2 separate regions of the Sus scrofa genome follow, and region 2 is linked to region 1. Evidence: chromatin contacts called from public Hi-C data. All regions are on one chromosome and are shown on one strand. Each heading gives the region's core, a stretch centred on a gene start, on an enhancer-like site or on the middle of the called end of the contact. The rest is flanking DNA. Distances are from core to core; before and after follow the strand shown.

Region 1 (6,889 bases), core at 1,737-4,236:
GTGCCCTTAAACAGAACAGAGTGTGTTTACCACAAGGCTCTGCGACCTTCCTGCTCCAGCGGGATAACACTGGGGGTGGCTGGCACCTGTCATCTTTCCCAGAGAGTCACAGAAATCCTTGGCCAAAGATACTGAACTGGGATTGGAAGAAGCAATTGCATACAGGAAGAGGAAATTTTTCTGCATAGGCACTTAAATTCACAAGAGATCCTTCATGACGAGAAACACACACACCTACCCACTCCTTGCCTTCAAGAGGTTTATAATCCAAGGCAGGCACAGGCTGGATGTGAAGGCGGCAAGGTTATCAATCAGTTTCAATCCTCCAGACACAGGGAAACAGCAAATGCACCTATCCGCATTTTTTTTTCTTTTTTTTTTATAATTTTTTTTTAAATTTTCCCACTGTACAGTAAGGGGGTCAGGTTATCCTTACATGTAGACATTACAATTACATTTTTTCCCCCACCCTATCTGCATTTTTTAATGCAAATTCAAAGTATTCCTCTTTCATATGTTTACTAAGCAGGACTGTCAGGGCAAAATAATTTTGGAGGCAACTAAGCTGATTCTATTTTAGCTTTCATCAGCTTAGCTCCCTAAACAATATTTAGCCGAATAAAAATCCATTTTCTTCTTAACAGCTATTATGTCATTGAGCAAGCTTATTACAGAGTTCAGTAATACAGCTAATACACTTATCTAGAAAAGGCTTGCTTAAGACACTTGAAAACTGACATCATCAGAAAAAAAGTCCCCAACGTTAAAGTTGGAAACCAAGTCAAAGTTCCAAAAAGTGTACATTAGTTTCTAGTCCCTTGCAAGTTTCCAGCATGTGGATTTTGCCACCAAATTAATAGAGAAAAACTTCCGATTTATCCATAATTCACTTTCTGCTCCACTGGGGTGTCAATTTTAGAAAAGGAATCCTGAGGACACCTCCGTCAAGTTCTCATTACAGTGCACTTGTCATTACAGGGCAAGAAAAATAACCACACTGTTTTATCTTGCAGGGCACGCCTGCAGGAACTATTTGCAAACAAACAGTACATTTTTGTTTACCTTACTTTGGCTGTTAAAACATGAACATCCGGGAAAATACTGGTGACATGGTTTTTAAAACTCACTTTTATCTAGGTTTTTCCAATCTTATAGATAAACCATATTTTTTATTATTTGACTTTCATAATCACTTTTACGACTAAAACCCTCTATATAGTTTCCTTAAAGGAAGCATTTATATGGGATCAAATGCCACTGCACGAAGAGCAGCCGCAGTTAAAACAGGATAATCACATTGGCAAAAGTGATTTTAAAAATCCTAAAACGTGACCTTGGGCAACTCGGATTTCTTCCAAGCCTCAGTTTTCCTGCCGTGAAACTGGAGGGCTGGACTCGGTCACCACGAGGTGACTTCCAGCTTCAACATTCCTGGATATCTTATTCACGTATTCGTTCACCAGCAAGCAGTGTTCTTTTTAACAAGCCCTTTGCTTAAATTTACCTTTTTTCTGCCTTGGTAAAACTCCTCCAGCCACCCTCTGCAATCCACATTATAATCATTAACGAACAAAACAGAGCCTTGCGCTCAATCATTCTTACAGATCTGCTTTTTTTTTTTTTAGGGTGTCATTTGTGTAATAAACCTATCTGGAATTATTCATGGAGAAATAATATCCTTAACGTTTATGTCCATGTACTATAAAGTACTTATTGATAGAAAGTCCTTGCCTAGATCTGAACTCCAGAAGATAGGGCTCCTAAGATGCATTTTGAAAAGGCTTCTAGCCTATGGACATCCTTGCCACAGCTTCCCCAAAATTGCTAGGAAGCTGATTCAGCTTTATTTTAAACCTGCTCAATGCCGTCTTCAGTTTCTGCATTTCTTCAAGTGTCAAGGCTACTTTCTTACATTGACTTTCTTTCGAGGAAGGAAACAACTGACCAGACGAAGCATAAAAGATAAGACGGTGGGCATAAATATCAGTAAAAGAGGCAAGAGAATATTTGCATTTCTGTGGTCTTAGGAAAGAACATTTTGTCCAACGGACCCGACACAGCTTGCAGCCTATTACCGAAAGATGCCAAGTGGTGGCCAAGTTAACATGGTTTTATACCACGCAGAAAACACAGACCAGAAAAAAAGACCCGAAGAGGAAAGAATACTACCTTTGCAGAGGCATGATTTCGCAAGCCATCCTTGTCTGGCAGTTTGCAAGGGACTCTCACAACTGTCTCTTCCGCGCCAAAGTTGGTCTGGACGGGTGAGCGGCTGCTCGGCGGCTCACCGTGGCTGAGCTGGGCTTGGGGCGTGAGGCGGCACCTCACCGCTGCCGCTGCCACCGCCACCGCCGCGGGGGGGGGAAGCAACTTGGGCTGCCGTCAGCCAGCGTCCTGCGGCTCTCAGCCTGCAAACTTGAGCAGTGCGATTCGATCGCAGCCTCTTGACTTTAACACCGCAGTCCACTTTGACCTTTGTTCCAGGGAAGCAGCTGAACCAGCCAGCCAATCAGAGCCGCAGCTGCTTGCAGGGCTTAAAGGCGCTGCTGCTTTGGCCTCTGCGGCTGGGCTGCCGCTCCTCCTCCGGCTCCTCGGGAGGCTTGCCTAAATCTGGTAACTCGAAACTCTCTGCCGAGCTGGTCCCCAGACAAGCCTGTCCGTCCGGAGAAAGCAACCAATAACTGCAGCAAGAGCACAGAGTCCCTTGACTTCCTAACATTACTGAGACAGCCAACAAGGAAATCCATTTGTCCGGGAGAGACTCTGCCTCTGAAACTAAAGGTTTCTGTGACAGAAGGCAAGTTACCCGGCCCCCTTACGTCCTGAAAAAAAGAAAAATTAAAAAAAAAAAAAAATCAAACAACCCACTAGCATGGGAAGGCGTGATACTTTTCTAGAAGGAAGGCATGCTTCTAGAACCCTGCCCTACCCATATTTATTTCCTGCTGATGTTTGTTTACATTGTGGGGGTTACTAGTCACTGGTGACATCTCCCAAGGCACGTAGCAGCTCTCATTTCTGGGGAGAAAACACGTCCCAAGACTGCCCATGGTCTCAAGGGATCCAAGAAGCCACTCCCACGGAAGCTATTTCGACGTACAATTTTGGCATTTCATCCCTATAAACTTGAATGTGTTTGTAGAGTAATTTTCCTCTAAGAACACCCACAGCACTTTTTTTTTTTTTTTTGGTTGGTTGGTTCTTCATTTAATTTATCGATTTTTTTTTTTAAGGTAACAATAAATCAGTGTCTCCTAAGGTCTGCCACAGGCCTGTTAACTAAGCTTCCCCTTAGGGGCCTCCTCAGCGAGGAACACCACGCTTTATTTTGGGAACATCATTGTTAATCTGTAGATGAACAGAATAGGAGAAATATATTTTAATAAGAGTTCTTTCATAGCCCAGGACTTGCCGGGAGCTACAACAAAGCCCAGAGCATTACGGTTGGCAGAAGAAAGGGCAGAGAGCCAAGACCAAGATGTTCAGAAACGGGGTTGGGGGGGGTGCAAGACGACCAAAACGGTGTCCTCTTCTCTGTACTTTTTCCCAGATTTTTTTTTTTACAGACCAGTCATCATTCTGAATTTAGAACACAAAGCCCATTGCAAGCGTCTACTTTCTGTTGCTATATCTGCTAGTAAAAACATTTCATTGTCTGACTAAATCCTCTATCACATTTATGAAATGGATTAGTCACCCTGAAATGTAGGTTCAGACCTCGTGATAGCATATCAATAACTAAAATCAGCCTTTTAAAACAACGGAAGTTGACTTAAGTCCAGAATTTACTTCAATCAAAGTTGTCCTCAGAGTCTGTTTTGATTCGACATTTAGAAACTCCAATAATAATAAATCCGTTCTCTGTATTTGCTTAAGGTTTTATCTTTCAAAAATGTATCTTTATATCTTGCTTAATACTTCAGTTAACTTCTTGAGTTAGGAAATCACTATTATTTATCACAATATTTTATTGATGAGTAAACTTGATACTAGAAAATTAGGTAATTTGTTCAAATTCATATGGGAAGTTAGTGGCAGAATAGAAATGGGATTCAGAATTTCTCAAGTCTGCCCCAGAACTCTGCTACAAGGCATACTGCTTACTCTATTCTACATGAGTTTTTAAAATATTTCATAACAAACATTTTTAGAAATGGTTAAAACTCAAATGACAGAACAATATTTTGTCTAATTTGGTGGACACATCAATACTATATGGCTAACACAGATATATGAGTTCAATAATAAAGGACCCATCCAATCTCTTGGGCTAGACCATGATGGAAGTTACTATAAGAAGAGGAATGTGTGTATATATAGTGGTGTGTATATATTGTCATATACGTGTGATCGGGTTATTTTGCTGCACAGCAGAAATTGGCACATCATTGTAAATCAACCACACGGTAACAAAAAAATTAACAACAAAAAATCAAAAAAAGGACCTAGCAGGAGTTCCCGTCATGGCGCAGTGGTTAACGAATCCGACTAGGAACCATGAGGTTGCGGGTTCGGTCCCTGCCCTTGCTCAGTGGGTTAAGGATCCGGCGTTGCCGTGAGCTGTGGTGTAGGTTGCAGACGCGGCTCGGATCCCGCGTGGCTGTGGCTCTGGCGTAGGCCGGTGGCTACAGCTCCGATTCAACCCCTAGCCTGGGAACCTCCATATGCCGCGGGAGCGGCCCAAGAAATAGCAACAACAACAACAACAACAACAACAACAAAAGACAAAAGACAAAAAAAAAAAAAAGGACCTAGCATTATAAAAATATGGTACATCCAACTACAATTTACATTCAATACAGACGACAGGTAAAATACTGATGAATAGGAGCATTCAAGATTTCCCATCTGATTCCACATATATTTCCTGCTAAGTTAGGTCTTCCTTTCAACACCCCTCTAACATATGCCACATTACCAATGAGATGTCGATGGTCATTTCTGTAAGTCACCGAAGACTATATATAACTCAGTCATCCCCTGCCTTTGCAAGTGTTGGTTATTTATTTCTAACAACTCCTCCTCTTTTTCATGTTTGGTGGGTTTGCAGGACATGCCTTGATCCTTTTTGAATCTGCACCTGGACGGCAGCTCCTTCTCCCAACCACACCCACTACAGAGACCTTCTAACTTCTGTGTCTCACATCCTCACGTCCGTTCCTCATAGTCAGGTAGCAGGAGCACCACGTCTCGCACTCTGCCGGTTCCAACGTCTCCAACACGGATAACCTGACTGCCTTTCCCCCGCACCGAGCCCCCTGATGTGCATCCCTCGTGACCCCCATATTCCTGCCCCCACCCCTATTCTCCCTCCTTTTCCTTGGCTCTCTACTCAGCTCTGTCTGTCGAGGATAACCTGCACCCAACCACGTGCCAAGCAGCTTTAAAAACAGGCACATGCCTGGCGCTCCTCAGCATTTAGTTAATTCTAAGACAGGTTCACTAGCATCCTCCACCTCTTCACCCCGAAGACATGCTGCCAGCTGGGTGCCTGACTGCCAGACCGCCAGACACTGCAAAAGAAAGTCACAGAATCTTGGCAACGAGGTCGATTAAAAAGCCCTGCCATTTCATCTCGGCCAGAATCTCAGTACCATGTGGCAACCCTTGTAGTTGTCTTTGACCGGGAATCTGAACCTGCCTCAGTTGCTAACTGCCTAGCTTCCTAAATTTTCTAAGAAAGTCAAGATTATCAACTATGAGTGAGCGCCTTTGGTTTTCTTCGCATTGAGGGTTGAAGTACCCCCCCCCCCCACCGCATCTCCTCACACACCTCTTGCCTTGTTCTTTGTGACGTCTTCCTATTCTGGGGGACCATATCCCCACTCATAGGATACAAATCTCATATCCATGTATCGCATCTCATTTTCTCTTTCCTCAGGAAGAAGCCTGATCTGGCTGTATCTTCAATCTGTCTCCTTCTGAGAGGCACCCAAGTAAGTGCCCCCCACCCCCCAGCCCAGCCTTGAAAACTCTTTCTCAGCAGTCCTATGCTCTGGTGACTGGTGATGCAGTGCCATGTCCCTCCCCTTCCCCCTGGCAAGCTCCCCAAAGCGCATGTCTGCTGCTCCCACTTTCTCAGAAATTACTCCTCCAACCCGATAACACCAATGGAGCGCAGACGTCACCACGTTTCTGAACGTGCTTTTAGGGCCACGAATGCTCTTTTGGCCACTATATCTAAATGGGTTGTCTCGGATCGCTCTCTCCTCTTTGATTTTTCTGAAACCCCCACCTTTGGTTTTCTGAAAGTCTCTGGCTCTCTGTGGTCTTTCCTGGGAATGCTCCAAGCTTCCCTGATGATGCCGTCCGCCTTTTATTTCATCTGTCTTTCCTCCTCTCTTAACGCCCTTCTGGCCTCGCCTTCCGGGCCCCACGCCTTTCAGTACAGGCATTCTATCAGGGCTTAATAAACTGCGCTCTGGAAACAGGCTCCCGGGAACTGGATCCTGACACTACCGCAGACTGGCGGTGTAAACTCTGGCAAACTGTTTAAAAGCGCTGAGGTTGCTCCGAGGAATAAATGAGATCATGCATGTAAAACACGTAGAATGGTGCCTGCAAATAAGTGCCCAGTGATTATTAGCATTAGCACCCTAATCAACACGTTCAAAGCCGCATATGATCTGATTTCCCAAATTCTCCTCCTCCTGGCCCCTTGTTAATGATGCTATTATTCTCCCCATGAATCAGATTTGAAGCATGAGTCATCTTTACTCCTCCTGTTCCTCTCTCCTGCCTAGATGTGTGCATTGTGCTGCTGAGGTCGCTTTCATCAGCTGGCCTTAGTCATTGGCAAGAGCACGATAACCTTCTGCCTCCATTCACTCTCTCTCCAATGAATACATTTCACAATCAGAGCGACTTTCCTATGGTGGGGGTGATCTGG
Region 2 (6,889 bases), core at 1,604-4,103, 200 kb after region 1:
TGATCCCTGGCCTTGCTTGGTGGGTTAAGGATCCGGTGTGGCCACAAATTGTGGCAAAGGTTGCAGATGCAGCTCGGATCTTATGTTGCTGTGGCTATGGCGCAGGTTCAACCCCTAGCCTGGGAACCTCCGTTGAAAAGAAAAAAAAGAAAAAAAGAACCTACACATAGCCCCCCACGCGCCTTTCTTTATCAGTAGACCATGCAAACTCTGCCTTCTTAGCCCACTTCTCTTCCAAATGACCACATGCCTCTTTGGGAAAAAACAACCTGAGCTGCAAGGAATCCAAAAGACTCAGTATTCGCCTGAGAAGCTTGGGTCATCCCCAAGTGTATTTAAAACTAGAAGAGACTGGAGTTCCCTGGTGGCTCAGTGGGTAAGGGACCTGACGTTGTCGCTGCTCTGGTTCAGTCTCTGACTCGGGGACGTCTCCGTGCCGTGGGTGCAACCAAAATAAATTTATTAATTAATTGTAAAAAACTAGAAGAGACTAAGCTACCAGTTGGCATGTATCATCTCTATTCTGCCTGGGAGAGATGTGCTGAGGAAAGACAGCAAAAAACCTACCTCTTCTTTGTAATGTAATGTACGTGAATTTGTGAGGCCATTGCAGTTTTATCAACAGCACTAGCACTTTGGGAAAGAGAAAAACAAAAGCAATGAGGAAGAGAAAGTTGGTGAGTCAACGAAAGTAGGAAGTGAAAATCTTAAAGCCAGTCTGTGCCCCACTTCAAGAATCCATCAACACACCAACACACACTCTCTCTAAATCTCTAGCACTCTATTACTTTGTAATGACTGTCTTCAGCAGCTGGATACCTGAGCAGGTAACACATCCATGTCTGAGTAGAGAAGTCCTCCACTAAAAAAGTATGTGTGCCCAAACCATCTGTTCAAGTGTGACTTCATTTTCACTTTTCCATCACAAACATAACCATTTTGTTCTTCAGTCACTCTTCTTATAGAAATACTATGCCATGATTCCTAAACATGTAAATATTTCTTCTACAGTAAAACTGGGACACGGCACAATCGCAGGCCAAGCTGAGGGTGAAGAAGGGTAGGAATGATTGAGAATTACGCTTCCACTGGAGTAAATGATCTCTTCCATGGCATAATTTTATGTCAGCCTTCAATGAAAGTTTGTCATGCTTGGATCAAAATTAAGGAAAAATACAGAATTTCATACATGGGTCCGTCTGCATTTTAGTCGAGGTACATACAGATCAATACACGCAGACCAAGGGCAAAAGCAGTAAAGATCTCATCAAACACGCAGATATCTGTCCATCTCAGGACAAAGAGGTCAGTCTGCTGCTTTACTCTACACACTGCCAGATTGTAAGTTTTTTTTTTTTTTTTTTTTTTTATAAAGCTGGAAAAATGCAGACCTGTGTCTGTAGGAAAATGAAAGCTCAGTATGTTCCCCTTAGGAAAGGAACCTCTTTGGAAAAGGAAAAAGATCAGCAGCTGAATCCTACAAGCTTGGGGCTGAAAGGAAGGGAGTCAGGAAGACGGGCTCACAGGATGCTGAGAAGTTCTGAGCGTGGACATGAGGGTGTCACCTTGCAGTCTTAACTAAGAAAATTCAACCTGTGGGACTAAGCCACCATCTGGTGGCCATTCAGGGCCTAGGTGTCAAAAATTACCCAGCTATGTCTGGTAGGATGCCATCACAGCCTACAACAAAATGCAGCTCTTGCTGAAACCTGAAAAACACATTGGATCTGACCTATATGTGATGACACGTGGGAGAAATGAAAGGTGATAATACAGAATAAGATATTTCTCATGTAGTACCTCCAGGGACAAATATAATGCCCACCTAGAATACAATATCAACTTGAGATTTTATTTATGCATTTGCTATACACTGAAATTAAAAAATTTAATTACAGTATCCTGAAGTTAAGTAATTGAAGATAAATTTGGTTACTGCAAAAGCTTACACGTAAGCACCAACGGAAGTGCTTTGAAATTCATGAATTTCAGCCCTAGACATATACACATTTTCCCATAGATTTTTAGATCAGTGTTATTTACTGCTGCTACAGTATTACAACCAGTGGTTTCTATAGGTGACTCAGGATTCACACACATTTATTAGCTTAGTTAGCTCTTTTACCATCACTTTTAGCAACCCTCCTGAAACAAAAATTCTAGAATTACTAAATGAAAACAAAAATGTGGAATGAAAAAAAATGTTACATTCTCTGAGGGAAATTGATGAATGGTTACTTTAATTCTTTTAATTCATGCTCCATCTAGGCACAAGATATTTCCAGTAGCTACAAGGAAGCGTTCGTATTTAACTCTTTCAGAACAAAAAAAGTCTTACAAGGCTTGAGACTGATCGACAGTAGATCAAGTTCACGGACCCCAATGAGCTCCGCATGCATCGCTCTTCACTTTTTTTTGGAAAAGGAAAGTGGACGAAAAGACGGACTGCCCCCCCCCCCCAATCAACGTCCATGTGAATAGAAAGGAATTTAAGGGAACCTTCCCCCCACCTCCTAGGAAGGGAAAAACTAAGTGACACAGGCATCGCAAAACCGGGAGGGCCGAGGCCTCTGCGCGCCCTGGCAGGGCGCACGGAGGCAGAGGTGGCCTGTACTCACACAGATGGCGAGAGCGCCCGCCCCCATCTCGCAGGAAGTGCCCGGTGGCCCTGATGGAGCCGGGTTGGAACCATCAAGATCACGGCACAGCCCTCAAATTCCACTCTGGCGATGTGCGCGGATGTGAAACCCAGCTCCGGATCCGGAGTCCCCGCGGAAGGCGCGGAGCGGCTCCTAACATTTTCGGAAGTGTGGTTTGGCTTCTGATTTGGCGAAACCCACGTGGCCGGGAGGACTGCCTGGAGTTGAAATTTGATCCAGAGCCTCTAGTACCAGCGAGCGGAAGGAGTCATGTGACCTGGGCCTTAAGTTGCTGACATCTTTTTCGGAAACCTGGCTCGCTAGAGGTCACACACTGGCGCCTTCAGTTTGGAACCGCCAACCACCTGGTGATTGTCATCAATAGGACTTAGCTTAGTGCAGAAAGCAAAGCGAAACACACACCTGCTTCCTGTCGCTACTCATCCCGAAGAGAAATTCACGGAGTCACCCGCCGGTTTCATCTGCAGGCATATTCCTCCTTCTCCCGAGGCAGTTTTCATTTCTATCCCGAGGCAGTTTTCATTTCTATGGCTCCCTAGAAATCGGTTAAATTCTATCAAAATTTTCTTCCTTTCACCTTTATCAGGATTGTTCTACGTGCAGATGCTCTATTTTATGTAGCTGTTACTTACTGCTTCTAATTACATTCAAATTATCTTGCATATACTGGGGATAAACATAAAAGCCCATGTTTCTAGACAGCCATAAATCTACATATGTGATTTACAGTCTGGAAAATTAGCCTCTGGCTGAACCTTCAAGAATTTGCTACTCCATATGCTGTGTCATTAGAAAGTCTGATTTGACAATTTCCAGAACAGATAGCTAAAATATCCATTTCATATAAATCAGAAGGAAACTGCCCTATTTTTTATTATTACTTTTCTGTCAAATCTTTTTTTGGGCACATTTTAGGAGAATGCTGATGAATATTACCTATGAAGTTTCATCTGATGTAACTTTAAAAGGCTTAAATTTACTCCAATCACAAAACATAACAACCTTATATCTTAAGGGGAGGAGGTGTAAGGAAAAGAGAAAACAAATCACCTCCCATTTCAAAACTTCTCTTCAAATCTAGTATTCTTTGTGTACCCATAGCCAACTCATGCTGCCCACAGCGGAGCTAAGGTGACAACTAGTACTAAGCAAACCACAGGACACAGCAGAGTACGTTTTATTTCCACGTGCACACAAAACACTGCACAGACTCGACTTCCACACGGCAGAATAACACCATCCCAAGGCCATACAAAGACATGGAGATGGGAGAATGACAGCATTTTTTCTACTAAAAAAGAAAATTTTGGAGTTCCCATCGTGGTTTAGCAGAAATGAATCTGACTAGTATCCATGAGGTTGCAGGTTCGATCCCTCGCCTCGGTTAAGGATCCATCATTGCCAAGAGCTGTGGTGTAGGTCGCAGACGTGGCTCGGATCCCAGGTTGCTGTGGCTACTGGGGAGGCTGGCAGCTGTAGTTCCTATTTGACCCCTAGCCTGGGAACCCCTATATGCTGTGGGTATGGCCCTAAAAAGGCAAAAGACAAAAAGAAAAAATTTTCAACTTCTAGATTAAGATAATCTAGATGCTGTCACTTCTGCTTCCCATTCACCCATTAGAAAACTGGGCTCAGTGCTAAGGAAAAAATCAAAAAATAAACGTTTGCTAATACTTGAAACATGTGTCTTTTTTTCTGATTATATCAATATTGCTGGTCCATAGTGAAAAATAAGAGCCTAAAGATTAGGTCACCTCAAGGCCTATACACCTTACTGATAATGTATGTACTTTATCTCATGGATGATCCAGTGGGAGAGGGGGGGATAAATGACTAGTAAATGGAGAAATGCTAATAAAGAAGCCAAGATACACCAGAAGAATAACAGAAGACACTCAGAAACATTTAACATCTCTACTTCCAGGATTTTTCTGTGCTTTTTAAAAAACATAATTGAAATCTACTTTCTGATTTTTTTTTTAATTTTATTTATTTTGTCTTTTTAGGGCCACAACCCATGGCATATGAGGGTTCCTAGGCTAGGGGTTGAATCCGAGCTGTAGCCACCAGCCTATGCCACAGCCACAGCCACTCCAGATGTGAGCTTCGTCTGCAACCTACACCACAGCTCACAGCAACGCCAGATCCTTAACTCACTGATGGAGGCCAGGGATCGAACCTGCATCCTCATGGATCCTAGTCAGAATCCTTTCCGCTGAGCCACAACAGGAACTCCTACTTTCTGATCATTTTAAATCCTGGTTTTTTCACTTGGTGTTCTATTGGGGCCTACCCCCATACTGTTAGCACAATAAACAATTTTAATCATGTGTGATTTACATTCTGTATATACAACCATTTAGTCATTCACCCATTTTTAGACATTTACATGATTTGATTTTATATATGTATGATTTTAAGGAATTCTTTGTCCTCTGATTTTTTTTTTTCCAGTAGACTCCTTAAAGTGAAATTTCTAGATCACAGATCATATGAGCATGTGCTAAGGCTCTTGACATGCACTGACTCGGGCAGTTTATGCTCCACGACTCATACTTTCCCAAGTCCAAATACCTTGTAAAATATTTCCTAATTTAGCAAGTGAAAATGATTTATTTTAAAAGCTGCATTTTTTATTGTAATATTAAATACATGAAAAATCTGAGTGCCTGTCGTGGTACAATGGGTTAAGAATCCAGCAGCAGCTCAGGTCACTGCAGAGGTACTGGTTTGACCTTCACCCAGTACAGTGGGTTAAAGGATCTGGCATTGCCACAGCTACAGTACAGGTTGCAGCTGCAGCTTGAATTCAATCCCTGGCCTGGGAGCTTCCATATGCTGCTGGTGCAGCCATAAAAAAAAAAAAAAAAGAAGAAGAAAAGAAAGAAAGAAGAAGAAAAAGAAAAATCATTATTAGTCATTGTATTTGCTATTCTGTGAACTGTCTTTGATCCGTTTTCTTTGTCCATTTACCAACCGCAGTCTTATCAGTTGCAGTCTCTTTTATATAGTCATGGTGAAGGTCAAATAATATAATCCATGAAAAGCGCTTATTTTTATTACCATTTGCTAGCTGCTATGCTAACAATTTTTGATGATCATACGGTTTGACTATATGTCTATTTGAAATTTTTTTCAAAATACAGTAAAAGAGGAGAACCTAAATAGACTTTATTTTCATATAGCTACCATGGCCCAGACTGTTAACTCTCTCCAGGATGTAGTCTTGCCTTCTGATAACAGCTGAGCTCTTTCTGCACCTTAGTTGTGGCTGAGCCCCTGGTTGTCCAGCTAGAGACTGCATTTCCCGACCTCACACACAGGCAGACAGAGCCACGAGGCCATACACGCATGAACAGAATGTGTATGGATGGGCTACATGCAACTTGTGTGTCATGAGCAAAATCGGAGAGCCCTTGCTCCACACTGACTCTGATTCTCTGTCACCAACCTGGTAGGAGGATGCACCAGAAACCCAGCTTCAATCATGGAGAAGAGGGACAGTGTCCCAGGGGGTGACAGAGTAACTAGATGGAAGGGATCTGGTCCTCTGAATGACCTTGAGAGGTACAGCAGCCTTACAAGCCTAGAGCAAGTAAACTTATACATGGGGACAAAATAAAACCCACAATACGCTACTATATGTATATTACGTATGCGTGCGTACATAAAACAAGCCTGAGAAATACTTCAGGGTATTTCTCAGGCTAATATATCCTATCTATTTTTTCCCCTAGTTTTGTGTCCTGTAATATTTGAAAAAACTGTATCCTTAAAATTCATTTAAATACCTAATAAAGATTGCCTTTTACATTATCCATCTCTTTCAAAATTGTATTCTTCTTTCCAATCAATTCTTAATGATGAATTTCAGAAATATGCAGTCATGTCAAAACAAGTCAGATAACCAAAAAAAATTACAGCTCTTATTATTTCTAATAGGTATACATTTATCTTATTTCTATTTTGAACATGACTGAAAGGATGACATAAAAGGAGGAAAAAAGTCTAGTCCTAATTCACACATTCTCATATACCATCATTATAAAGTAAAATTAGTACTGTACTAGTAAATTTTTATTCCCTTAGTTTTTTTTTTTTCCTGTGATGGTTAATTTCACTTGCAAAAAGGAACCCCGAAGAGCGCATTTAACAGAAAAACACAAGAGGACACTCTTCACTACAAAGTTGGTTCCTCCGTGGAACGCATCTGCAAATGGAGCTTGAAA

Evidence for each region. A called contact is a pair of places that touch in the nucleus more often than the background predicts.
Region 2: a contact with region 1 is called in a Hi-C map of skeletal muscle, with 4 times the contacts expected there. The contact joins the promoter of FAM13A here to the enhancer-like site in region 1. A contact is called at or near these places in 1 of 5 promoter capture datasets (liver), 17 of 47 Hi-C or Micro-C datasets (adipose tissue, alveolar macrophages, brain and 9 more) and 2 of 2 datasets of contacts at active chromatin or transcription factors (alveolar macrophages and skeletal muscle).

Annotation. Positions count from the first base shown.
Region 1 is chr8:130,217,313-130,224,201 of Sscrofa11.1, reverse strand. The region is part of intron 8 of FAM13A (protein FAM13A); the gene reads right to left. Among named protein-coding and RNA genes, the nearest start is that of NAP1L5, 140 kb to the left of the region's middle. Within about 2 kb of position 2,986, at least 67 of the 83 cell types and tissues checked have an H3K27ac peak or open chromatin away from gene starts, as enhancers often do. A contact at or near this core is called in adipose tissue, alveolar macrophages, brain and 7 more, where this site is marked.
Region 2 is chr8:130,017,545-130,024,433 of Sscrofa11.1, reverse strand. FAM13A (protein FAM13A) reads right to left here and starts at 2,853. Exons shown (of 24, transcript XM_021100748.1): 1 at 2,619-2,853. The coding sequence starts at 2,645.